Linked DNA regions of Arachis hypogaea: region 2 is linked to region 1. Evidence: chromatin contacts called from public Hi-C data. All regions are on one chromosome and are shown on one strand. Each heading gives the region's core, a stretch centred on a gene start, on an enhancer-like site or on the middle of the called end of the contact. The rest is flanking DNA. Distances are from core to core; before and after follow the strand shown. Region 1 holds the start of LOC112733084 (probable hexosyltransferase MUCI70). Region 2 holds the start of LOC112733092 (callose synthase 5).

Region 1 (6,761 bases), core at 920-3,419:
TAGAAACTTCATCAACTACAAGATCAGAAAAAAGAAAATGAACCCTGGTGCGAATTGACAAGATGAGTTATAGGGAGAGGGGGATGCTAGTTGAACTCAGAATTGGAGCAGCTAGCAGTTGCAATGAGCAGAGGGGATCAATGCGGTGGCGCAATAGAGGTTGCCAGGATGACGCTGGCAGTGGCTGTGCAAGGAGGGTTGACGCACAGGAAGCAGTGGCAGTTAACGAGGGGTGCGGTGGGTCGTGGCTTAGTGGTCAAGGATAGATAAAGACAAAGGAAGAAGGCCGGAAGTGTGGCAACCAAGGTTCTGAAAACCGGATCGGTCATCAAACCGCTCTAGTTACTGGTTCACTAGTTTACTAGTCCAACCAGTCCAACCGTGGTTCAACCGGAAAAACCGTTCCATGATAAAATAATAAGTAAATTATAAATAAACATAATAAAATATCTTTCAAATTTAAAACCCTATACAAACTATCACCAACTAAATGTAATTAATCATCAAAATATGCAAAATATGCAAAATAATTGCAGTGCACAAGTTAAAGATAGCCAATATTACCATAACGTAATTGAGTCAAAAAGTAAAACAAAACAGGCTCTTTTAATTCTTTTATGCTTGTAGGCTTTAATATAATCATTAATATAATCATTACCATGCAGAGGAACTTTCCTGAAGGAATTTATGGCAACCAAAATAGGCCCTGCTTTTGTCTGAATTGTACAAGATATGATTAACAAGGTTGTCTGAATTGTACAAGATATGATTTACAAGGTTAAATATTGAAGTTAGTTAATCAGACCAAACAAGAATATTTCCCAGTTGTCTCACTGAGTCCAGCCAAATGGAAAAAACATCACTGTGTACTATTGTAATTTTAGATCATATCTTACTTTCCCATCAGGCAGTGAAACAACAGACTCAGTTCCAGAAGATGTTGTTATCTTCACCAGCTCCTAATTCCCATTTGAAAGTTGGAGCCAACACTGAACCTTTTGAAATAACGAACTTCAGAAGTAAGGGAAAGAAATAGAAAATTCTAAACTATCCATGTCTCACTAATAATGAGAACAGAAAAACTCAATCTCTTAAACTCAATAATTACATCAGTTATCCAACTAAATAATTGGATCACAGTTATCATAAACTGATTTCAAAGCCTAAAAGCAGAGTGAAATTAAAAACATGAAGCATATAATAAATCAAAAGATCACCAATTGCAATTTTTTTAATAAGAACAATGAAAAATGAAGAAAGATTAACATTTTTCAACCCAATTTTAACACAGCTCATCACAATGATTAACAACAACAAAAAGCACTGAAGGAACAGTGAATCAGTTACATGGGCAGTGCAAATTTAAAATTTAAAAGTTATCAATTTAAAATCTATCATCAAATACAATCAGTGAGCAAAGCCAATTCAACCAAGCACTGACTGAGCATTCTGTTATGATTCTGTGACTGGGAAGCCACAAATTCAGCAACAAATTCAAGTTACAGCAACAAAATTAACAAAATTAACAAATCTATTATTCAAGTTTACAGCAACATTTAGATCAGCAACAAGGCAAATTTATTGATTAGCAATTTTTTCAGCAACATGCAAATATACAGGGAGAAGGGAAATCTGGAGAAGAGAGAACAAGGAAGAGATGGTGCAGGGACTCACCAACGGTCGACGGCGAGTCAGCGACCACCCGGCGGAAGGCGACGACGCAAGGGACAAACCCACGAGTTGCTTCTGCCGCCGGCGACGAGACAGGCGAACCACGAGATGCCAGTGACTGAGACGAGACTCGAGTGACACTGGGAGGCAGAATCAAGCAGAGACAACCACGGACGACGAGCAGCAACCAACGCGCACAGCTCGAGCACTCACTGGCGGAGGGAGGCGCGAGCAGCCGAGCACAGAGGAGAGAGGCGAGATGCGAGCACACGACGCGGAGGATCCGGCGAGAGGCCCGAGAGCACGAAGACGGTAGTTCTTGATTGCGACGGACGACGGCAGCAATCTCCCACTCCGACAGACGGCGACAACGATTGGTGGAGGCTGCTAGGGTTTGCTTTCTTTGGTGGAGGCTAGGGCATTTGCTGCAGGAAGGAGTTGGAGACTTGGAGAAGTGGGGGATAGTGGATAACGCGTGCAATCTTTTCCCATTCAGCAAAGGAAACGACGTCGTTTTTGTAAACCGGCCGGCATCCGGTCCAGTCTGACCGACCGGTTACCGGCCGGTTTAGTGGTTCTCGAGCGGTTTTAAATGAACGGTTTTACATACTAAACCAGACCGTTTACATGGCCGGTTCTCAGTTGAACCGGTTCGACAAACCAGTGCGGTCCGGTTTTCAAAACATTGGTGGCAACAGGCGAATAGCGAGTAAGAGCGTCAGCAACGCAACTAGTAACAGCAGCAGCCAACGAACAGAGTTTCTAACGAGAAGATGGGTTTAGAGAAGGATAGATGATGGGTTTAGGAAACACAAGCTCAGCAAAACAGAGATTCTGGTGAGAAGCATAGACGATGGATTTAGGGAAGGATTGAGAAGAATGTTTTGGTTTGGGCGGGTTTAAGTTTTCATTTTGCGCCAAATTTTGGAAAAAGTTGAAAGAAGCGGCTATTTATCCAATATTAAATTTTTTTTAAAGGGGGTTTATAAAACTCCTGCATACTAAAAATAGAAAATCATGTAAATTGAATTCCGAACAATGAAAAAGAAAAAAGGACTTCTCTTATCAATATTGCAGGAATTTATAAAAAATCATGTTAAATAATAGCGGTAAAATAAAATATTTTTTGTAATGCACAATGATTCTAAATTAGATGGAACACTACTCAAGTTTAGTGTACTGACCTGCTTAAATATTATTTAATATATTCAGTAGCTTTTTAAAAGATTAACTTTTCTAATTTTAATTTTAATCATATAAATTGGATATAATAATTTAAACATTAAAAATAGAAACATTAAAAAAAATGTATTAAAGTTTTTTAATTTATATCGTATAAAATTTATAAATTTAAATTAAATAAGATATTAAACAAATTTATTATGTTGTTATTATCTATAACAAAATTCAATTAAAGATTTATAAAAATTATAAACAATTAACTATTTATAAACGTTATTAACTTTACTTATCTATTTTTAATAGTATCTAATTTGAAGTAGAGATAAAAATTTATATTCAAAATACTCTTTATATTCATACATAATATCAATTGGTGAAAAATATTTTTTAAATTTTATATTTAATTTTTTAAATTATCTTTGTTTTTATTATTTTTTTAAAACATTAATTTACATTTTTGTAATATCCCTTCACCATATTAAACAATATTATTTCTCTTACTATATACTAATATCTGTACATATACCTATTATTGACTATTAAATTACATTGGCCTTCTTTCTTGTTTTTTTTTTCTTCTCCTGCTACCTTCTCTTCACCCGATCATTATGAATTATCACCACGTATTATCATCGCAACTTTTACCCTCGTCTATCACTATAATCTACAACCATCTATGCTGTTAACTTTTATGAGTTGTTGAAGCTTTGCTGGAAAAATTAAGACACAAAGCATTTATAATTTTTGGCCCAATTATAAAAATTTGATGTCAGTAATCCTATAAAACAATATCAAAATTTATTATTTCGAACTAAGTTAATAAAAAGCAGCACATAAAAGTAAGTTTTTTAACTAAAAATTTATATATTTAAGTCGCAGTGTAATATAATACATTGAGACAAAATCCAGCCATTGCAATTCCACGTGTGGCTGCTACCATATACAATTAACATTTATTTCAATATACACATTAATTAAACTATACTTTATTGCTTGGTTTTACATTTTTATAAAAAATGATATCATATCTTCGGGATGAGATTGATTTTCATAATCGAATGTGAATCTTCTTATTAGCATGATCGTCATTTGATTACTACCCAGAAACAACAGTTACTTTAAGTTCAGAATACTATTAGATAGCTATATAATAAGTATCTTTTAAATTATGTAATGCATAAAAGTTATATCTTTTGATTTATTTTAAAAGCTAAAAATTAAAATTAAATGATATTAGCTCTTTTATTAAGCACAGAGATAAACATCAAATGACTCAACAATTAGGTTCGATTAGAGAACAAAATATCCTACAATAAAAGAATCACTTAAGCTAAAAAATGCATAACAAAACATGACGTGTCTCGGCAAATATAAAATGCGATGGAAAAAAACTATATATCCTTTTGCAGTCGTGACTATTTTTGTAGTATATCTTTCATGTATGCATGTGCCTTATCCATAACTTCTAACTTCTTCGTATTGAATTCTTTGCTAACCAAGTCGATTGCTAACCTCGTCCTATCACTATCAGAGACCTAATAATTTTAAAACGTACGGAGCAATTAGAATAATATATATATATATATATATATATATATATATATATATATTACATTTTTTACTAATAATAATAAAAAAATTTAGAAAATGAATAAATTTGGTTACCGTGATGCCAAAATCATCAGTCCACCCGTACTCTTTCATCCATTGAGCAACCCAGATACCGCAGTCATTACTGTTTAGTTAAATGTGTAATTATACTACTTCATCAGTTTAACCGAACACATGATTCGTACATAGCAAACTTAATAGACATGATAGTACAAAAAATTTTTAAAATAATATTACTTACGAGCCTTTCCTCTGTTGTGGCAGGTCAGACGGTTCCACGATACGAAACTTAGAAATCTGAGGTACAGTGATCTCACTAGAATTGTAGAAAGATTTGTGTTCTAACATTCGTTCGATGAATATAGCCTGTGTGACATAAAATATAGTTGGATACTGTGTAGTGCAAGTAATGTAACGGGTTAATTTTTATTACCTGTCTAAAATGGATATATTATAAAAAAAATTAGAAATTATTAATTCGATATTAGTGTTAACAAATGAACCTTAATTTCAAATTAAACAAACTACTAAGGGTGTGTTTGGGGATCACGTTGAGGAATAGAAAAGCACGTTTGAGCGTCTTGAACGTTCCAATATGATGTTTGGCAACTTTTTGGAACCCCTAACCCAGAAGTGCTTTCACCTCTGAACGTACGTTCACGTGAAGCTACAAATTCAAGTTTCTGCGTTCACGTTAAGAAAATTAATTACCGTTGGAGGAATTAGGTAAGGAATTTATTCCATATCTACCAACTGTACCCTTCATTTCATCTATAAAAAGGATACACATAACCACATCATTTTACCATTAGTTCTCTGTATGTTCTTCCTCATTTCACCATTAGTTCTCTGTATGTTCTTCCTTATAGTTTTTTTTTTAGATTTATTTTCATTACTGCTAAGATAAAGATTTTAATTTTTTTTATTATTTTTAATTCTTTCTTTCATATTTTGATTTTATATTTTTTATTATATTTTTTATTATATTTTTTATTTATATGATAAATATTTTTCATATTATTTTTTAGTATTCTGATGTTATTTTTTTAATTTTCTATTGTTATATTTTTATTGTTTTTTTTATTTATATGACAACTATTGTTGATATAAATTTTTATTTTTATTAATTTTTATGATACTTTTATTATTTTTTATTTATATAAATGATACTAAATTAAAAAGTACTAATGACACTAAAATAAATTATAAAATATTTTTTTGTTTAATATTATAAAATGTATAGTACTCCCTTTTATATTTTTATTTCTTATTATTTTTTAGTTCATATGAATTTTTTTTATTATTTACTGTTCTTTATGTTTAATATGTAAAGTGTCTTTTTTATTTTTATTTGACTTTGTTCTTTTTTATTTTTTACTTATTTTTTATCATTGACTTTTTTTTATATTATTTTTTCAGTGTTCTAATCCCTCAGTCCTCAGATATGTTATTACTTTTTTTTATGGTATTTTTATTATTTCTTATTTATATGAATTCTATTTTTTTTCTCTTTTATGCACTGTGTTTATATCTTATGCGAAGTTTATTTTATTTTTTATTTGATATAGTTCATATAAATTTTTTTTATCTTTTATTATATTTTTTTATTTATATGATATATATTGTTGGTGTTATAAAATTTTTATTGTTTTTTATTTACGTGAGTTCTCATTTTATATTTTATTATACTTTATTTTTGTTTCGGTTAAAATTTTTTATTTTTTTTCGACTATGTAAAATTTATAATTATAATTCTCATATATTATATTTTATTGTAACTTTTTTTATAATATAGATTAATTGATCCCATTAAAAAAGATAAATTAAAAAAAATATTCATAAGTATTAATAAAATTATGAATGTTGGATGCCTAAAAAAGTCTTATAAAAATAAAATTATTGAGAGTACGGTATAAAAATAATATTAAATTAACATTCTCACATTATTACCTGAAATTTAAAAAAAAAAGTTAACATATTTGACTAAATATTCTTATATATATATATATATCTAAAATTTATATTTTTTCTAATAGAACAATGAGTAACAATGAATCTCTAAAGACAAAAGTAGCATGGGACATGGAGACTACTAAACAATTTATCCAAGCATGTTTAGATCAAGTTGCTAAACAGCAACGTAATGGAACCACTCTTACAAAAAAAGGTTGGAAGGATGCTTTGTCTCAATTTAATGAAAAAACTGGAAAACAATATGATAAGATTCAATTAAAAAATAAGTGGGACAATCTTAAGAAGGAATGGTCAGCATGGTACAAGCTTTTTGGCAAAGAAAC
Region 2 (7,260 bases), core at 1,956-4,455, 190 kb after region 1:
CTACATGAAAATAAAGTGCTGATGGATGCAGTGGTGAATGAACTTGTTGAGAAGAAAAACATAACAAAACAGGACTTCTTTCATCTGGTGGACTTGCATGGCTCCATAAAACCAATGCCTCCCAGCATTCTTGACCTTAGAGCTGCCAAGCAGAGAATTCCAACAACTTCGTAATGATGAAAACCAGACAGCTTTGAAGAGCAACTCTTAAGAAATGGCACAACCAATTTTTAGACTAGTTTACTTTATAGTCATATTTATTGTACGTTATATAAAAAAAATTATTTTATAAAAATTATGTTAAAAATTAAATTTTTAATGTATTAAATACATAAAAAATATTAAAATTTTTTTATTATATTTTTAAAATATACTCTTAGAATACTAGTTAAATCCATAGAATATAATTAATAATTAATTCAAAGCTCATTATTTCTGGCCGTGTTAGTAACTTGAGCGGATTTTTCTTAGTGCTGGGAGTTTTGGGCGGCTCGGAATCCAAAGTTACAAAAGCCAACACTTTTTTATTTTTATCTGAAATCAACACTTCATTAATTTATTTATTGCATTTTAATGATTGTAATGGATGGTGGTAAGTGGTAATGGTGAAAAAAAACAATAATAATAATAAAAATGAATAATGTGAACACAAATTTTGGATATAATTAATATTTTAAATATAAATTTGATTTTTTATAAATTATTATTGTAAAAGAATGTGTATGAATATTTAGTTATATATTACTACATTCATAAAAATAATTAATTTTAAAATTTATTATTTAAAAGTGATTAAAGTACATAAATCTGACTAATTAATTTATTAAAATTTAAACTCATGCTGAAAGATAACATTTTTAATATAAAAAAAGGGTTTACTAACTAGAATTTCTCTTTGTTGGTAATTGGTGAACCAAAATATATACAAAAAAGATTAAAGTCACACGGACGAGTCCAAACGATAGCGGTGCATATTGCATGACTGAAAGTTTATAATTTAGAATAAACTTTTTCGTTCAATTTGTTAATTTGTTGTAACAACTTTTTAAGTTACGGTTTTTTTTTTCGTTTTTTTTTTTCTTATCTTTTTCCTTCTTTTAATATTTTTTTTCCTTTCAAATTTAAGTAAGTTCTTTTTTCTCCGTTATTCTTCTCCTTCTCTTTCTTTTTCTTTTTCTTCCAACGAAACACACGCAAATTTTTTTTTCTTCTAAGTTTGCACACGCAAATTTTTTTTTTTTTCTTTTTCTCCTCTTCTTTCTTCTTCTTTATAGTCATGACCAATAACATCAATATTTTGCAAATGTTTTTATTAGTTCTGATTTTCTCTACTGCCATTATTAAATAATTCCGGTTCATTTTTTAATTTATTTAAGCTTATTTGTGTGTTAATTCTCAGTTCATTTGTATGTCAGTTCACTTGATACTACTGATAAGTATTGACTAAATTTTTTATTCACAAGTGAACTGAAATTAACACACAAGTGAACTGAAATTAACACACAAATGAATTAAAATAAACTAAAAAATGAACTGCAATTATGTAATGATGGCACTAGAAAAAATCAGAATCAATAAAGATGTTAACAAAATATTGGTGTTGTTAGTGATGACGATAACAAAGAGAAGAAGAAAAAGAATCTACGTGAATTTAAAAGAAGAAGAACGTAAGCATGAATTTGAAACAAGAAGAAGAAGAAGCGTGAGTAATAACGTTCTTTTAATGAGAGTGATTTTTGTTGGAGTTGGACCTATTTAAATAAACTTAAATGAAAAAATATTTGAATGCATAGCAATTTTATATAATTTATATATAAATAAATAATAAATATTAAAAAAATTATCAAAATTTATTTTTTTTGTTATTATTTAGTCAATACCTTCATTCTTTTAGGAAGTGTAGTTTTTAAATTCCTGAAAATCTTACATTATAAAATAACATAATAAAGATTTTGGTGTGTAAAAATTTTTAAGAATGTAAACATTTTCTTAACCACACCTTCTTTTAGTATAGATTTTTTAGTCTAATAATCTAATAATATATTTTATCTTATATTTTTAAATATTAATAATTAAATAATAATTAAAAATAATAAATTTTAATGATTCTCTAATATTTTTAGTAAATAAATAAAGAACAATAATACTACATGATCAGTAAAAATTATCAATTTTAATTAATACTTAATTAATAATAATTTATACTCATATTTATAAATATTTTACATACAAAAATATATAATTTTGTTTATATTTATCAAAATTTTGTATATATAAATCAATACCATTTATATCTATAATTTTTAAAGTTTATACAAAGGAATGAATAAAATTTATTTATTAAAAATACTAAAAGATGCTGAATTTTTTCACGAATAATATTCGAGAAAAGAGTGACTTGTGACGTGAAGAATAACTGAATAACCGAACGTGGGATGGGTTGGCGTCTTAAGAGGAAAACGGATTTCCATTGAAATTTAAGTCCTTCCCTAAGACTTCGAAGGGTTCAAACTCTTGTCAACGCGCGCTCACTCACTCTCTCACACTCTTCTCTCTCTCTTACCCTTCACCTCCGGAAACGGTGCTCTATCTTCCAATCGTTCTCACTCTCACATCTATCTCACCGCACTTCTCTCTATACTCACCTCTATATTTCTGCTTCTTGCAGTTTATATTTCCTCTTTTCTCTTCCTTTCGGATTTCTGTTCTTGCGTCTTGAATCTCGCTTCAAAATATATAATGCGCATACAGAGACCCTACCATCATCCAAAATCCACAATGTGATTCTCCGATCCCTTACCTTTGATCACAGGTACGAACAATAACGTGTGAATTTCTACAATAATCAATCCAAGATTTTATAAACATATTCAAACATTCTCACGTTCTTGGACGGTATAGTAACCATTTCCTGCAATATAATGCATATTGATTGATATATGAGTCTCATTCCTATTATTGAAGGATAATAATTTGTGTTTAATTTGATTTTACATACGAGGATCGGAGTTGAATTTTCCTAGATCGTATCTAGCTAGAGATTGTTAATTTAACTTGGATTTTGTGTTGGAGAAGCGAATTAATTAACTGAGTGGTTGAGTGAGAACTGCAGGAAGAAGAGGATACGGAATAGAGAGAGATATCTATACGGTATAGACAGAGCGAGTCACGTACGTAAAGAAGAATGTCACAACTAGACGGAGTAATGCCGCCGCCCACGTTGGTGAGGCGGGGTTCAAGGAGTGCCTCCACCACCTTCAACATGGAGGTTTTCGACAACGAAGTGGTGCCGTCCGCACTCGCCTCCATTTCTCCCATTCTCCGTGTCGCCAACGAGATCGAAGCCGAGCGTCCCAGGGTTGCCTATCTATGTACGTAACGGATCGATCATTATAATAATAATAATAGTGATTTTGTGTTATTGAATTTTGAAATATGATGTGCAAATTAATGTTGCTGAGCGCGTAATGATAATTGCAGGTAGGTTCTATGCCTTCGAGAAAGCGCACAGGCTGGATCAGACCTCCACCGGCCGTGGCGTTAGGCAGTTCAAGACGCTGCTGCTGCAGCGATTAGAGAGGGTAAGCCTGTAGTTTCATTTGTTTCGATTTTCTCAACTAACTCTGCATTATGTATTTCATGCGTGAATGAGGACTGCTGAAGCCTGAGTGTGAGTATATATACCGTGCGTGAAACAAACACAGCACATGATAATGCTCTAATCTCCCTTCATGCAAGAAGTTCATGCATGTTCAATATTAGATATGGACTTTGATGGATAGACAATAACTTTTATGAACAATATAAACAATGAATTTTAAAATTGGCTTAATAAAATAAAAATTTATTACACCTCTAAATTATCAACTTAAATCTTAATATTAGAATAACTATCTGTACAGCTAATGAATTAAACATCTAATATATTTATTGTTCATATTGTTTAATATTTTTATTATCTATCTTTATCTTTATTTTTCTTAGATTAAATTGTGCGTTGTTCTCTACTTTCAGTAACTTTGTTGCATTTTTATTGTTGTTTTAAGTTACTATCTCTCTAATATTACCGTATAAAAAAAACTTTTACCTTTCTCTAATTGGAAAAAAAAGTTTATTCTATTAGTGATTAATAATGGTCTACTGGTGATCTTCCTCTCGCCCAAATTTTCACGGCTGTGGTGATAAATTTTCAACTAAAATCTCGTAGATGAGAGGTTTTTGTAATTATTATTATTATTATTATTATTATTATTATTATTATTATTATTATTATTATTTAACTAATACGCGTTCTAAAATTTGATTATATTAGAATTATTAATTAATTTAAAAAATAATTAAAATTTAAAATTTTAATATACTTATTATATTTTTATTAAAATAAAATTCTTAATAAATTTATTAATATTATGTTTATTATATACTTTTACTTATATTATTATTATTATTATTATTATTATTATTATTATTATTATTATGTTGTCGTCTCTAATGGGCGGTGGCCATGGTTTTATCGTGGCTATGGTGGTCGAATGACGTGACATGCAGAAAAAGATGACATTTTGATGTATGTAATTAAATTGACCGGTTAATTAGCTAAGTACGGTAAATTTCACATGCTACTATAACAGTGGACAAGGGCTAGTAGAGGAAATTGAATTTTGATTGAGGAAGAAATTGTTGGAGATAAATAAAAAATTAGAGAAATTACAATTAGAGTTTGAGGAAGAAAAAATTGTCAAAGATTGGAGATAACAATGGTACGGTAGATGAATCTAGCAAATCGTCGCAACGGACGGAGTCGGTTAACTCATAACTGAGGTTGATTCGTGAATTTCGACGGCACCAGACGGTATTTACCGGCCGTCCGCCGTCGTTTATTGCCGGAGTAAGATCTGGAGAGAAGTCATAGACGCTATTTCCACCCCTCCTTATTGCCATGGTTGAGACTTGAGAGAAAGTCGTATCTACTATATTTGTGGACTATGTGTACCAACCATCAACAAACTACCTTCTCCTATTTATCTTATTAATTTGTCAATCCTCTAATCCACCCTCACAAGACTCACCAATAAGTCACCATTCATAACGTAAGATTAAACTTGCCATTTTAAGTTGAGATCTCTATCCCACCATATTTTCCAATTACAACTTACAAGTTTAACACCTTTCTTTTAATTCCGAGAACACATAACATAATATGGCATTACTCAAACAACATATTCATGATAAAACTAACAATATTCTTAGTAGCTTCCACCGTTCAAAGCCACCGATTCATAAGTGCTTATTTTTATTTTATTTTATTTTTTTGTTATGCCTCGGAGAATTCATTAGCACGGGGTTTTATTGTCCTAACCCTACCAACTTGGACTAATATTAATTTTTATTGGATTTATTCTCCTCCTTATATGGTTTTCATCCTACCCAACAAATCATTTTTTGGGTTAAAAAATTCATTTTCACTCTTCTGGATTTTATTATCCGTTTCCACCTGAGCTCAGACCATGTACACATCGTTTTCGGCCTACAATTTCAACTATGCCCTGCGAGGCTGCGATAATGACGCCAAATTTACCGCACCTGAAAACAGCCTAATTAGTAATTACCCATAAGTGCTTGTGATTAAGCTAACGGAGTACAACCATGTGGTCAGGTGTCGTCAGACCTGTCAGCACTTAGCCACGGTTAGCCACCATAAGTTTGACGACCCAGCCTATTATTATGGGTGCAAATGTTGCGCACTATATATTCATGACATCTTATTTTAAAAGAATAATTACATTAAAAATTAGTTATTAAATTAATTATGGATATAATATATATATATTAAAATATAAAATATATATTAAAATTAATTAAATAAATATATTTTTATATATAAATATATAATAACTAATTTAATAATTAATTTTTTATGTGTAAATAATATTTTGTTAAAATTATATATGATGGTAAATGTTATTTATATGAAGTCTAACTAAACATATCCACCACTCTAATATTTTATTTGTAGATATTAGTAGGTATCGCGTATTTTTAATCTATTTTACAAAAAACACATTATATAATTTATGAAAAACGATCTTACCTCTTCGAAGAATTTGTTTCGTGATAGCGATGGGATTCAGGAATTCCATCGGGTTTTTTGGGAAAATTCTTTTGGAATAGGGGAGGTCTTCTTAAGGAGTTGAAGCAATCAACTCTATTCCATGAATTGAAAATGGGAAAGGAAAATATTTGTGACGAGCAGCATTTCTTTTTCCGCGGAGAAGAGCTGCCATTTTATTATTACTGTAACTTACATAATTTCTCCAACTTTAGGACAATGCAACTAGTCTTCCCTCTCGAGTTAAGAAGACAGATGCAAGAGAAATCCAGGCTTTCTATCAGCAATACTATGAACATTATGTCAGAACCCTTGATCAGGCTGATCAGGCAGACAGGTACATACATATAAGCCTTAGGAGTTTTCGTAGTTCTTATAATGAAGTATTAATTGTGCCTCTCTAATTGTTGCTTGTGGCGGATTTTGTAAGTTGCGTCTGATATGATGTTAGCTTTTACCTCCCCCTCCATAGTAAATAATTACTTCCCCATTGCCACTGAAATTGAAATTGTTTTGCAGAGCCCAGCTCAGTAAAGCTTATCAGACTGCCGGGGTGCTTTTTGAAGTGCTTTGTGCTGTTAATAAGACCGAGAAGGTCGAAGAAGTAGCTCCTGAGGTTGGTCTAGGTTCATATCCTTCGAATTTTTATAGATTATATATTACTAATTTCATAAAATGTGATATATGTGGTTGGTTGCAATTAAAATCAAATATTTCCTTTTAAAATAGAAGAGTTTTCATTTCCTCTTTCTTCTTTTATCTCTCTTATCATCAAAATATATAATATAATATTCTTTAATTATATTTAAATTAAATTAAAATTAAAATTAAAATATGAAAATTGAAATATAGCTATATTGTATACTATATTTATATATTACAAACTAATCTAATAACTAAAATATGTCACATGACACTATCTTCTTAAAATTTAAAAGAAATAATAGTATTTTTACCCGTAATTACATTACGAAAATATAAATCTTTTAAAATTATGTTGGTTTTGTTCTGACATTATAGATTATAGCACAAAAGATTTATAAAATCAAACTACTTTTTACAAAAAAATCGTAGAGGACAAAAGTTCCCGTCAGCTAAGAAGACTAGGATCTCCGTAGATAAAAAAATCAAATAATAAGATTTTTGGTTAT

What was found. A called contact is a pair of places that touch in the nucleus more often than the background predicts.
Region 2: a contact with region 1 is called in a Hi-C map of an unstated tissue, with 5 times the contacts expected there. The contact joins the promoter of LOC112733092 here to the promoter of LOC112733084 in region 1. A contact is called at or near these places in 2 of 8 Hi-C or Micro-C datasets (leaf and an unstated tissue).

What each region holds. Positions count from the first base shown.
Region 1 is chr13:123,152,236-123,158,996 of arahy.Tifrunner.gnm2.J5K5, forward strand. It overlaps LOC112733084 (probable hexosyltransferase MUCI70), which reads right to left and starts at 2,170. Exons shown (of 9, transcript XM_025781952.3): 1 at 1,675-2,170; 2 at 897-995.
Region 2 is chr13:123,346,077-123,353,336 of arahy.Tifrunner.gnm2.J5K5, forward strand. LOC112733092 (callose synthase 5) reads left to right here and starts at 3,206. Exons shown (of 42, transcript XM_072210856.1): 1 at 3,206-3,371; 2 at 3,481-3,581; 3 at 6,325-6,446; 4 at 6,629-6,725. The coding sequence starts at 3,206. LOC112733091 (probable inactive ATP-dependent zinc metalloprotease FTSHI 2, chloroplastic) reads left to right here. Exons shown (of 15, transcript XM_025781958.2): 15 at 1-369. The coding sequence ends at 174.